Regions from separate parts of the Canis lupus genome. Here region 2 is linked to region 1. The links are chromatin contacts, called in public Hi-C maps. All regions are on one chromosome and are shown on one strand. Each heading gives the region's core, a stretch centred on a gene start, on an enhancer-like site or on the middle of the called end of the contact. The rest is flanking DNA. Distances are from core to core; before and after follow the strand shown. Region 1 holds the start of AIMP2 (aminoacyl tRNA synthase complex-interacting multifunctional protein 2). Region 2 holds the start of LOC100683001 (small integral membrane protein 10-like protein 2A).

The links. Hi-C and Micro-C count contacts between places; a contact is called where the count stands out from the background.
Region 2: a contact with region 1 is called in a Hi-C map of blood, with 3 times the contacts expected there. The contact joins the promoter of LOC100683001 here to the promoter of AIMP2 in region 1. A contact is called at or near these places in 3 of 9 Hi-C or Micro-C datasets (blood and skin fibroblasts).

Annotation. Positions count from the first base shown.
Region 1 is chr6:11,517,885-11,524,734 of UU_Cfam_GSD_1.0, reverse strand. AIMP2 (aminoacyl tRNA synthase complex-interacting multifunctional protein 2) reads right to left here and starts at 3,142. Exons shown (of 4, transcript XM_038539475.1): 1 at 2,858-3,142. The coding sequence starts at 2,992. PMS2 (mismatch repair endonuclease PMS2) reads left to right here and starts at 2,906. Exons shown (of 15, transcript XM_038539467.1): 1 at 2,906-3,358; 2 at 5,433-5,567; 3 at 6,233-6,319; 4 at 6,511-6,613. The coding sequence starts at 3,253.
Region 2 is chr6:11,790,623-11,797,065 of UU_Cfam_GSD_1.0, reverse strand. It overlaps LOC100683001 (small integral membrane protein 10-like protein 2A), which reads left to right and starts at 1,853. Exons shown (of 3, transcript XM_038541713.1): 1 at 1,853-1,858; 2 at 3,105-3,440. The coding sequence starts at 1,853.

The DNA.
Region 1 (6,850 bases), core at 1,893-4,392:
CACATCAGGCTCCCTGCATGGAACCTGCTTCTCCCTCTGCCTGTGTCTCTGCCTCTCTCTCTGTATCTTTCATGAATGAATAAATAAAATCTTTAAAAAGAAAAAAGCAATAAGAATCCTCTTAATAAAGTCACACTGTATAACCCATTTCCAGATTCATAAGCTCTTATAAAGGATAATCCATTTTGAGCACAAAGAATGTGTTAAGAAGAAAATGCTCATAACCAGACAAAACAATCCATGTGGCAAGGACCAGGACTATAAATATGCACTCATGATACATTGTATTTGTATGCTGGTAAGCCTCACTTTCTTGGGAACTTTTTTTCCTCCCATAGTCACTGGTAACACTGCCCTCTCACAGATTGAATTCATCACCAGATGCTGTTCATTTTCTGGAATCCACTGGTTTCTAAGCTTGCCTCGGCTGTCGCTGCCCAAGTTCAAGACACCACTTTCACTTGGCCTGTGTCCACCTTGTTCCCACTGTGGTCATCCCTCCAATTCATCCCTAAGATGGCAGCCAGAGATTATAACAAATGTCAACTCCATTACCCCACCTCTGTGTTAACTTCTAAGGCTTTAGCTAAAAATCAAAGCCCTGAACCTGCTTAAGAAATAGCTCATATGACCTGTCCTCTGGCTACCTCCTCTCACATATGGCTCCCCTGTGCTGTCCTTTGGGTCCCTAAACACACCATGCCCCCACCTGCCACACAGCTTTTGTTTATTCTTTTCTCTCTATCTGGGACACTTCTCCATCTTCTCCAAGAGCCTCATCTGCATTTTCTCATCTCTGCTAGCCTGGCTCTTGTTTTTGATCAAACAGCAAAGATATGTAAGATGACTGACCTGTGGGTAAAGAGGTATAAAGACTTGAGTGCACCAATTAAACAATTATGTTTTGATGGAAATAAGTGAATGCAAGGTGTGTGATGAATAGGGCTACTAGTGTGTAATATCCTTCCATTCCTCAATGATAGTCCTCAAGTAGCATTCCAATCACTTCCAACCAGCCTGATTTGTGCATTGTGTGTGTGCATTACCTTGCTCAATTCTACAAGTGGCAGGAAGCTCCCTGATAAACCAGGGCAAAGAAGCACCTACTGGATTCCATGTCCCGGTCAACAGAGTAAACAGTGCCTGAAACAAATAGTACATTCGTAATGTGTCCTGTGACTGGAAGCCCAGCACAGGCTGGTATCACTCCTCTGGATGTGAGGAATGAGGAAATACTCAAGATCTGCTTTACCTGTACCTTTAACCTTGTTTGTTGGCTTGTTTTCCTGTTGAGATGAGATTGTGACATGGCACATGTCTATCCATTTGTTTTATATGTATTTTAGAAGCAGTTTATTCTTTCTGCTGCTCCTATTTGCCTTTAATATGCTTGATTTCTAATTATCGGTCTATATTATTATGATCTGCTAATCAAGAGGATCTAGGTGTCTTATAAGTTAGAAGTTCACAGCTGAAAGTCCAAGGAAGTTAGCAGCACACCAAAAAAAAAAAAAAAAAAAAAAAAGACTTGATCTCAAATGAGCTGTGACACTTCCAACTCTGAGTCTGGGTTTTCTTTTCAGTTCAGTGGGACTGTCCAGTTGAGCCACACTGGATCATGGTGCTATTTCCATCTTAGCTCTCTGGTGAGACAATTGTGTCCTTGTTTTCCAACTAACCCAACCGTTTGCCTTCCCATATAGGCAGAAGGCTATTAAGAGAAAGTGAAGGAGGAGCGCATGGTTGGCGCAGCCAGTTAAGCCTCCTGGATTCTTGATCTTGGCTCAGGTCATGATCTACAGAGTTGTGAGTTGAAGCCCTGAATTGAGCTCCACACGGGGCCTGGAGCCTACTTAAAGTGAAGGATAACACTCCATGGGAAAATGGACTATAAAAGTTACCCGTTCACTCATCTTCAGCCCGAATGGACAGAAGGTTTCTCTTGCTGGAAACCTAAGATGGGTATCTGCTGCCAACAAAAAACCCGAAAGGCCTGGGCAGACGCTTTACAAGAGAGTGTGCCAAAATGGCCAGCCAACACGACAAGGCGATCCGCTGATGTAGAAGTCTGAAAAACCTGAGCTAAAAACCACATCAAGCTCCAACGGTCCACCCACCTGCTCTGGGGAGGGTGCAAGAACCAGGAATTCAGTGCTCACGGCCCAGGCACACACACCTGCACACAGGCCGCTCCGGAAAGCGGTTTACCTAGCCCAAAGGATGACAGTCCACCTCCCCTCCCCAGCGCCGGTGCACACCCCAGGCCTGCTCATGCACAGGTGCGCCTGCCCACCGCAGCACCGATGCAGACCCGCCCCTCAGCGCACAGCAGCGAAGCTCAACCGCCCCGCCCCGCCCCGCCGACGCCACGGGAGCCAGGTCAGGGGGAGGCAGCCCCACACAGCAGGGTGCAGACAACGTCCTGTTACCCTAAGTAGCAGCGGTGACAGCGAGGATCGCTTTAGAATTCCTAAAAATGAGCATTTACGTGCTGCTCATATTTCTGTGGCCACAATCTGGTAGCAAAAAAGCTTTAGGAGCCGTAGGCGGAAAACGAAATAGATACAAGAGGAATAGAACTTTTAATAGACACAACTGGAACGCGAAACTGGCGGAAGCATGAAAGCGGGGGCGGGGGGGGGGGCAGGCGGCCAGGTCTGACCCCAGGCCCACGGTCCTTCAACCCCGACGACCCGGCCACGGCGCCTGCGCCCTGGGCAGAAGGCGGGCCGATGAGAGTAAGCGCCTGCGCACTGCAGGAAGGCGGGCGGATGAAACTAAGCGCCTGCGCACTAGACGGGGTGGAAAAATGTACACTCAGGACGAGTGGGGGCGGGGCGGGGCCGCACGCTCCTACCTGCACGTGGCCTGCGTCCGGCGCGGGGCTGCCTGTCCTGCCGTGCACGTTGGGGAGCCGGTACATGCAGGTGGGAAGCTCTACACGGAGTGATGCGCTGCCCCCATGATAGGGCTTTACCTGGTACATTGGCATCGTGGGAGCCAAAAGACGGAACGTGGCAAGTGGGGGGCACGGACGCTTAAAAACCGCCCGAGACCACGAGAGACCGCGACCACCTCCTTTCCGCTCCGGCTGCGGCCGTTCAGGAAAGCGCAGTCCGTGCGGTCTGATTGGCCCACGTGCTTTGGACGTCGCGGCCTCGACTCTTTACACAACCAATCGGCAAGAAGGAGGGGTGGGAAGCGTCGGCTGCCCCATCCGGAAGGGGCGGGGCACAGTCCCGGAAGCAACCAATGGGAGGCAGGGAGGCGGAGCCTCCGTGGGAGCGGCGGCGGGAACTGTCCCGAGTCCAGGAGGCGGGTCGGGTTCTGGATCCATGGAGCGAGCCGAAGGGCCGAGGTGAGCGGTGCGTGCGGTGTCCCTTCGCGGTCGCCGTTCCTGAGGCCCACGGCGTTCCAGACTCCATGAAGGGAGGGGAGGGAGACCGCGGTGCTAGGCGAGCCCGCGCGGGGGCCCTTTGGGGGGACACTGTGCGGTCGAGGTCGTCGCGGGGATCCGGCCCGCTCTCCAGACAGCGCGACATCCCCAGAGAATGAATTCATTTCCCTTCTACCTGGTTTCTCACTCTTTTCTTTCTTTCTTTCTTTCTTTCTCTCTTTCTTTCTTTCTTTCTTTCTCTTTCAAAATTGATGTTATTTTGGGGAAGCTTCAAGGCACATGCTAATTTGCATAGCAGCACAGGTTTTAGAAAAGCAGAACTTTTGGATCTCCTTGAGTGTGTCATTTCTGGCTAATAACCCGATTCGGAGGGAGTTTCAGGGTCCTGAACCCCAGGTCACTGTCCGGGTTTCAGTGTCTCATCCCCCGTGCTCAAAATAAGTATCCGAAGTGAATTGGCAGCTTGGGGTGTGTTCCCAAATAAAGTGTCAGAAAAACTTCTTTCCACTTTATGTTGTCATCTGGGGTTTTCATATTTAAGAGAAACCCGAGTGAAATTTTTTTGCAAGGTGGAACAAAGAGTAAAGATGTTGCTTGTTTTACAAGGGCTTACTGAGGGTCTGCTATGTGTTAGAAGTTGTGGGAGAGGACCCAAAGATTTCTCTCTCAGGGAGGCGCCTGGGTTCTGTTATACCCACATTATCAGTTAAGACCCTTACAAGAAATTGCTAAACTAACGGACGCAAGGAATACGTTCTTGGGATGAGCAGGAGTTTGCCAGGCAGAGGAGGAAGAGGGGAACGATTTAGACCTGTATAGACAACGTGCAGTGTTTAAATTTATTTATCTATGTATCTATGTATCTATGATAGTCACACAGAGAGAGAGAGGCAGAGGCACAGGCAGAGGGAGAAGCAGGCTCCATGCACCGGGAGCCCGTCGTGGGACTCGATCCCGGGTCTCCAGGATCACGCCCTGGACCGAAGGCGGCGCCAAACCGCTGGGCCACCCAGGGATCCCCAACGTGCAATGTTTAAAAGAGCTTGTGATATTCAGGAAACAGTTTGCTATGACTAGAACATAGGGGAATTGGTGAACAGAGGATTGCAGAGAATGAGAGAAAAGTAGACTGGGATCCAGTTTTTCACATGACTAGATTTTCAGATAGCAAACAGTGGGATGCTAGTAGATTTTTTCCCCCCTAAAGCTTGTTTAATTAAATTAAGCAATTATGTAAATTAAGTAGCTTTTTTTTGGTGGTAGCGGAGGGTGGATTGGAACAGGGAGAAAGTAGAAGCAAATTGGTTGCAAAACTCTTTAAGTAGGTACATCAAGAATTTTGGGTGTTTTTACTAAGGCAGCAGCTGGCAGCCTGGATTTGGAGGGGAGATTCAAAGGCTCCTGTGGAAATGGTTATATAATGGGTACTTAGTTCCTTTTTTTTTTTTTTTTTAAGATTTTATTTATTTATTCACAAGACACAGAGAGAGAGAGGCTGACATAGACAGAGAGAGCAGCACGCTCCCTGCTGGGAGCCTGCTGCAAGACTCCATCCCAGGATCCTGGGATCATGATCTGAGCGAAAGGCAGATGCTCAACCACTGAGCCACCCAGTTTCTAAGATGGCTTTTTATTTTCACATAAACACTGTATTTCCCACCATACTGTTGGGTTTTCAAAACGTGTGAGAAGTGTTGCTTTCACTTTTCAGAAGAAGATCCCATTGTCGCCAAAGATTATTTACCCATAGGTTGAATAGTACATGTGTCTCCTCCATGTAGATCCCAGTATAATTAAATTTCTAAATATCCATTGCATTGAAGTATCTATTCAGAAGATTTTTACAGATGTATAAGGGTTGTAGGTCAGCATTTATATTTATGAGTGTAATCAGTGGATTCATGAATATAATAAATGAATACATCAGACCCATTAGCTCTTAACAGAAGTGAATCATTTACTGCAGTTAAAACCAGGATGAAAATACATAAATGTATACTCGCTTTGTTTCTTGTAACTGATGTCTTTAGTACAGAACTTGCTAAGGCCATCAAACCTATCGATCGGAAGTCAGTCCATCAGATTTGTTCTGGACAAGTGGTACTGAGTCTAAGTACTGCTGTGAAGGAGTTGGTAGAAAATAGTGTGGATGCTGGAGCCACTAATATTGGTAAGTTTGGGAGAGTTTTAAGCCCCAGGGAACCCTCACTTTATACTATTTTATTCAAGAAACACTCATGATTGTAATGAGACAATCAAATGTAGATATACTGAGAAATTTTAGCTTTTAAACTTAATCATCTCTTATGTACCTAATACTTAGGTAAGTAGTAGTAATGATAAAAGCAGTTAACTTTTATTGTGTTTTTACTAATGTGCTTCACAGGTATTTTTCATCTGCAGAACAACCTTATGAGATAGGAGTTATCATTATTGTTGTTATTATATCTGTTTTACAAATAAGAAAATGCAGGCATGGGAATTTACTTTTTTTGAGGTTATAAAGCTAAGATCATATTTATGATCCCAGGAAGTCTGATTCCAGAGCCTATTCTCTTTAATGACTATGTTAAAATTATCTTTTTGAAAGAAAGGTAGGAAGGAAGAAAAGAAAGAAAAACAAAACTTTCATCTGGTTTAATAAATTGCCAGGAAGGCCTTTAAAGAAAAATGAATGAAACACACAAAATGACAATAGTACATTTAAGTAAGTAATAGTACATTTAAGTAAGTATAGTTAGGACTCACCTTTGCATTAGGTAAGTTATAAATACTGTCAGTATACAGGCATGTATGGATCTGTTCTTTGAGAAATTAATATGTTAAACTTTTTAGATCTAAAGCTTAAAGACTATGGGGTGGATTTCATTGAAGTTTCAGACAATGGATGCGGAGTCAAAGAAGAAAACTTTGAAGGCTTAAGTAAGTTGAATTTTTCTAAATTTTTCTAATCCTTTTAAAAATATTTGGACAAAGTATTTCAAAGCTTTGAGTAACACTATCTTAAGAAACACAAAAATGGCTTTTTAAAAACCGGTTACTTTGGTAGGTTGTCTATATTCAGGGTATGTCACTTGAGACATCTTGGGTCTTACTGTGCTCCTGTCTTTCAGCTCTGAAACATCACACTTCTAAGATTCAAGACTTTGCTGACCTAACTCAGGTTGAAACTTTTGGCTTTCGAGGGGAAGCTCTGAGCTCACTTTGTGCACTGAGGTGATAAAATATTTTGTCCGCTAACTTGACTTCTTATAAAAATCTCTCTGAAAACAAAAACAAAGAGATTAGAATCATTGCTTATACTTTTCCATCCTGAATGCCTCAACTTCTAACTTCCACATTCCATTTTATCTTACTGCCAATCTAAGTGATGATACTTCTGAAATGTAAGCAATGAAGCTAAGTAAATAGTCTTGGAAAAAAAATCATTGCCCTTGTTAAAATGTCAAAATA
Region 2 (6,443 bases), core at 604-3,103, 270 kb before region 1:
CCTCCCATTGTGTCTAATTACATAAGGCTTTTTACCTTGCTCAGTGTGGTGATGTTGTTTACCATTGTTTATGGTAACTGAATGGCTTGTTAAATATGCCTCATTACTTCAATGGCATTTAGAGAAAAGAAATGAGTAACCAGGGAGGATATATATATATATATATATCCATATATATATATGGATATATATATATATCTCCATATCTCACATCCCTGCAGCCCATCTGGTCTTTCAACATACTTCTAATAAACAGGACTGCCAAATCTCCACCAGTGAAAATTTTTACAGGTCTAAGAATAAATTCAGCTGATCTCCAAACCTGTTCACACATTGTGAGATTGATTTTGTGTCTTTGGCAAATTTTCCACTGAAGACTCTAGCCTTCAAAATCTTTATTTTTCTAAATACTGTATAAAGAAGTGTTCATTTTGCTTTTTTGGGAAGGATAGCTTGAATGCAGATGATAATTCAGCAGCATGTATTCTGCATCCTCAAAGATAGCATCCACTGAGTGCTGAGAGAAAAAATAGCTTACAAAAAAAGGGGAAGTGAGCTTTTAATGGCAGCAATAAATGTGGCAAAATATGCTGCAAAAATAAGAGGAACTAAAGATTTGTGCAAATGCTTTGAAAAATATCATTTTAATAACAACAAAACTATCCAGAACCTAAAACCCTGAAATATCTATTTAAAATGGTCTTGGCCTTGGGATCACTGAGTGGCTCAGTGGTTCAGCGCCTGCCTTTGGCGCAGGGCGTGATCCTGGAGTCCCGGGATGGAGTCCCACGTAAGGCTCCCTGCATGGAGCCTGCTTCTCTCTCTGACTGTGTCTCTGCCTCTTTCTCTCTCTCTCTCTATGCCTATCATGAATAAATAAATAAAATCTAAAAAAAATAAAAATAAAATGGTCTTGGCCTGAAACACAATGGATAGTAAATATAGTATTGTGAGCATCAAAAAATGCAATTTTTCCCTTTTTTTCAAGATTTTTTATTTTTAAATAATCTCCCCATCCAAGGTGGGGCTTGAACTCAACCCGGAAATCAAGAGTCGCATGCTCCACCAACTGAGCCAGCCAAGCACTCCCCTGAATAAAGTGCAATTCTTCTTAACCAGTAGGTTTTAAAATTTTTTTTTATTTATTTATAAAAATGAATCCAGCAGAGAGCTGGATGTGGGATTGGAACCTGGGGCCTCCAGGATCAGGCCCTAGGCTGAAGGCGGCGCTAAACCACTGAGCCACCCGGGCTGCCCCCCCCAAAAAAAATTCTTTTAATGATTTTGAATGTGAATTTATTTTAGGGTAGAGAATTTTTAAATGACTTTTATTTTTTTAAAATATTTTATTTAGGGATCCCTGGGTGGCGCAGCGGTTTGGCGCCTGCCTTTGGCCCAGGGCGCGATCCTGGAGACCCGGGATCGAGTCCCACGTCGGGCTCCCGGTGCATGGAGCCTGCTTCTCCCTCTGCCTGTGTCTCTGCCTCTCTCTCTCTCTGTGACTATCATAAATAAATAAAAAATTAAAAAAAAAATAAAATATTTTATTTATTTATTCATGAGAGACAGACCCCATACAAGGATCCTGATGTGGGACTTGATCCCGGGACTCCAGGAGGCAGATGCTCAACCACTGAGCCACCCAGGCTCCAGGCGTCCCTTAAATTGCTTTAAAAAGAAAGATCTATTTATTTTAGAGAGAGAGAGGGGCAGTGGGAGAGGGAGAAAAAAACCCCAGCAGACTCGGCGCTCAGTGCAGAGCACAGGGAACTGGGTTTCACAAGCTGGAGATCACCACCCGAGACTAGGACTGAAAGGAAAACCAAGAGTCAGATACCCAACTGACTTCGTCATGGAGGTGCCCCTTAAATAACTTCTAAAAATGCAAACCCATTTTAGGGCACAGAATTTTTACATTTAAATCTATTTCACAAAATAAATAAATAAATAAATAAATAAATAAATAAATAAATAAATCTATTTCACAATGTTGCTTTCTTTTTAAAAAAAAATATTTATTCATAAGAGACACACAAAGAGACAAGCTCCATGAGGGGAGTCCGACGCAGGACTCGATCCTGGGCCCCCAGGAGCACGCCCTGGGCTGAAGGCAGGTACCAAACCGCTGAGCCATCCAGGGATCCCACACTGTTGCTTTCTTAAAGGATTTAAGATTTGCTTTTAATTTTGTCATTGAAACTCTTTTTCCCTCACCAGTACCAAATTCCCGTATTTTCACTAGTGGGCAGAAGTGAAGACGTGAAATACGGGTCTGAGAATAAATAAGGTGTCTACCTTCTTACCATGCAAATATTTGATAGAAGAAACCTATATGCTGAAGTAGGAATGTAAAAACTCATTGTAAAAAAAAAAAAAAAAAACAAAACACACACACACACACAGAATACTAGAAGTTTTGAAAGTTTCACTATTTTGACTTTTCACTCTACGGGCTTAATTAATATCATAATTTTTAAAGATTCGATTTTATATAAGTGGGCCCTGAACAGCAATGGCTGGGGTCGTGAAGCCATCTACCTGGGGAGCATGATCTGCCCCTTCGCCCCAGGAAGCCTCCCTTTGTTTGCTTTTTATAATTCTGATTAGCTATACATAAAACTTGCTCTAACAATTGTTTTATTTATCTTGGTGCGAAAAGGTGGTTTTATTAAAGCACAGGGACAGGACCCATGGGCAGGAAGAGCTGCCTATTTTCACAATTTTTAAATGTACAGTTTTCCGTTATTAAGGACATTGACGTTGCACAATCTAATTCCCGGTTCACCTTCTCCTTTAATTTTCCGGCTTACCATAAGGGGGCAGACGGAGACAACGTATCCGCCCCTCTGCGGGAGCATCCCGCCCCGCCTCACCCACGCATGCGCGCCTCACCTGCGGAAGGTGACAGAGGGCGGGGCAGAAGGCGGTGCTGGGGGCGGAGCAGAGGTGCGCAGGCGCGGCGCGGGCATTGTGACGTCAGGCCGCGCGGCCGGGCTGGGACCAGGCGGCGGCTCGCGGAGGCGCATCCTCTAGTGTGACGCGACGACTCTCCTCCCCACAAGCCGGCCCGCCCGCCCCCGGCCTCGCAGCCGCCGCCTCCCTAGCTCCCTCAGCGCGCGGAGCGCGGCCCAGCGGCCGGGGCGGAGGCCCGGGGGCGACGCGGCGCCGAGGGGCGGGGGCGGGCTTCTGAGCGCCGGGCGGCCGGGTCCGCGGCCGGTCGGTGCGCGGCGGGCGGGCGGCGGGCGCCGGTCTATATGGCGGCGGCTCTGTCCGGCCTGGCTGTCCGCCTTTCGCGCTCGGCCGCCGCCCGCTCCTATGGGGTCTTCTGCAAGGGGCTGACTCGCACGCTGCTCATCTTCTTCGACCTGGCCTGGCGGCTGCGCATCAACTTCCCGTACCTTTACATCGTGGCTTCGATGATGCTCAACGTCCGCCTGCAGGTGAGTGACCTTCCCGGAGCGCCTGTCAGCCCAGCGCGGCCCGGCCCACCCCGCCCCGGGACGGCAAAGATGCTGACAGGAGCTGCCCAGCTGGACGCTCAGTGTATGCCAGGCGACGAGCATGTTTCCTGCAGCCCCACGGGAGGAAAACCCGCTGAGGTTATTGTTGTCTCCGTTCTGCAAACGAGACTGGGGGCGGGGTGGAGCGGCTTGACCCGGGGCCGAGGGCCTCCAGCTGGGGCGTGGGGGTGAGGGGGCGTCCCCGGGGATGGTGGATGCTGGCACCGCTGGAAAGGCCGTGAAGAGGAAATTTTGCGCGCGCCCCGCCCCCCGTTATAAATGGTTGGGTTTTGGTTGACTTTGCTAGTTCCCGAACTTTACAAATGTTCAAATAATTATTTTGGAAACTTAAAACGGGTCAGTGTTTTGATAGAGGTGTCTTATTTATTCTGGTCGGAGTGAAAGTGGGGTGAGGGTGAAGAGGGGAAAATGAAGTGGACGAGGTAGAGACGCAAGAGGTTTCAGAGCGTCGACACTGTTCAGGCGTGGAATAGTAGGCGCTCACACACCCAGCACCCTGGAGATCACTGTAAGTGACATTTCTGCATCCCTTGAATTACAGATGCCCCTTTCTAGTGGGATGAAAAGTCGTCAGATTGAGAATTTTCCTTTACAAGTGTGTCATAGATGGCCAGATGCTGAGCTCCTCTTGGATTACATTTACACATTTTGGAGCGCCTGGCATAGGCTTTGATGGAGGAGGGACAGGTTCCTGACCTTCTGGAGCTTGCAGTCTGACAGTACTTGTGTTGCTCCCTGGTGTGCAAAATGAGAAAGTCTGACTGGTAGGATCAGGCATGTTGAGACCATGCAGGTGTTGTCGTTTTTTGGTCCTCTCTGGTTTGGTTGTATCAGAATGGAATTGTCGCTGCCTGGACCTTAACATTTTAGTGCCTATCACTGGTGATGGCAGGCTACTTAAAACCAATTAGTGATCAATATTGTGTGTTAAGGCAAGATGAGATGAATCTGCCTATGTCAAGATCCGAATTGGGATGTTTTTACATGAACAAGGGCCTGTGGCACACCTAAGTTACGGTACCAGACTGGAAGAGTGGAAAACGGAAATATCTTTCCAGCAGGTGATATGAATGAGTAAAGGGTACAGGATGTGGGGGTTGGGGTAAACCAGAAAGCCTGTGCTCTAGCCAGTTGCCACTAGCCAATGGTCGTTTGCCAGATACAGTGATTTTGAAGAGAAATTGGAAATACTGATTTTTAGATAACAAATTAACTCAAATTCTAAAAAAGTAAACTTGGCCAAAACAACATGTTAGCAGGCTATATTTGATACACTCCCTCCCCGCACCTCCTCCCTCCCCCCAGCTCCTACTTTGGAACGATGTGTTTAGAATTGCGTTAATGTTTTGCAGTCACATGTTGAATTACAAGAACTATAAGAGGTAACCTAGTACGTAATGTTGTTAAGAATTATCACGTTTTGAAAAAAAAGATACCACATTTTGTACCATTAAAGAAATCACTTCTGTCACGTGTTCGCTTAACTGTGTATGACTACCCTCTCCTCCAAACTACCATGACCACTCACCTGGATCATCTATTTTGCACTGGGCAGTAGTTTTTTTGTTTGTTTTTTGTTTTTTGTTTTTTTTACATAGGTGTCATTTCCCATAAAACAAGAGAGTAAAACTGCTCCTCATTGCACATAGAATGCAATTCACATTTTTATTCGGCAGATCTGGCTTTTGCCTACCTCTAACTTCCTTGAGTTGCGTCTTGTTTACTGTTCTTTCAGTTTCTTTACTACTGTCTGCACACACCAAGCCCCTTTTTGCCCCTGGGCATTTGCACAGGCTGTTCTTTCTTTGAATCTTTGAATGCTGGTACAGTCGCACTTCATTTCTGATTTCAGAGAGGCCTTGCATGATCAAAATATCTATATGATCTTGCGCTTCCTCTCATTTCGAGAGTACTGAAGGCTTGCTTGTACTAAGCAATAAGGAATAAAGGACTCCATTTCTAATATGCTTAGGGTTTCCAAATCTCACAATTGTTTGTAGTTGTTTGAGAATCTCAGGAACTGTTGTTTAAGTACAAATTTTATTACAAGGAATCTGTACTGTAATGATTGAGATTAGATGTATTTAGGAGGAGACAGACTAGCTCTATTTGGAGTGGTTTGGGCAGTCAGAAGGGCTCGGTACATACCAAGCCCAAAACACCGTGGTGGATGACACGGCATGAATAGTCCAGGTGCAGCTGTAGAGAAGCCCAAGAGCTGAACTGTAGGAGTGGAGTGTGGGCTTGTCATTCAGTTCAGGGGTGAGATGGGGGCAAGGGAGTCACAAAGTGGCCACCCAGTACGTTGGGGGCGAGCTAAGACCTGTGTGAGTATTTTAGGTTCGATCTCAGGCTTAATCAGGTGTGGTGGCAGTCATTTCACGTGCTGATGGGGAGCGTATGGGAGCAGGGTCTCTCTCTTCTTTACTAGGATAGTTAATCTACTTTAAATGCCCCTGCAGGTTTAGAGTTTCTGTTCATTTGTGGAAAATCACTAATTAAATTAACCTGACTTAAGGGTTTAATTACTCTGGCCTCTTGTAAAGGGAAGTGCTGCGGGAAATAGAATCTGAGAGAGAGGACAGCTATGGGTCGCCGCCTTTTTTACTCAGCACACTGTCCCTACCCTCTTCGTGACGGGTGCCATAGTAAAGGATGCTTTGGCCCACATGTTTGCTTAGGGCCCTGCATCATTTGTAGGGCAGTGAGACCTTTCCAGGAGGTTGATACCTCTTTTTTTTTTTTTTTTTTTTTTTTTTTATGATAGGCACACAGTGAGAGAGAGAGAGGCAGAGACACAGGCAGAGGGAGAAGCAGGCTCCATGCACCGGGAGCCCGACGTGGGATTCGATCCCGGGTCTCCAGGATCGCGCCCTGGGCCAAAGGCAGGCGTCAAACCGCTGCGCCACCCAGGGATCCCCA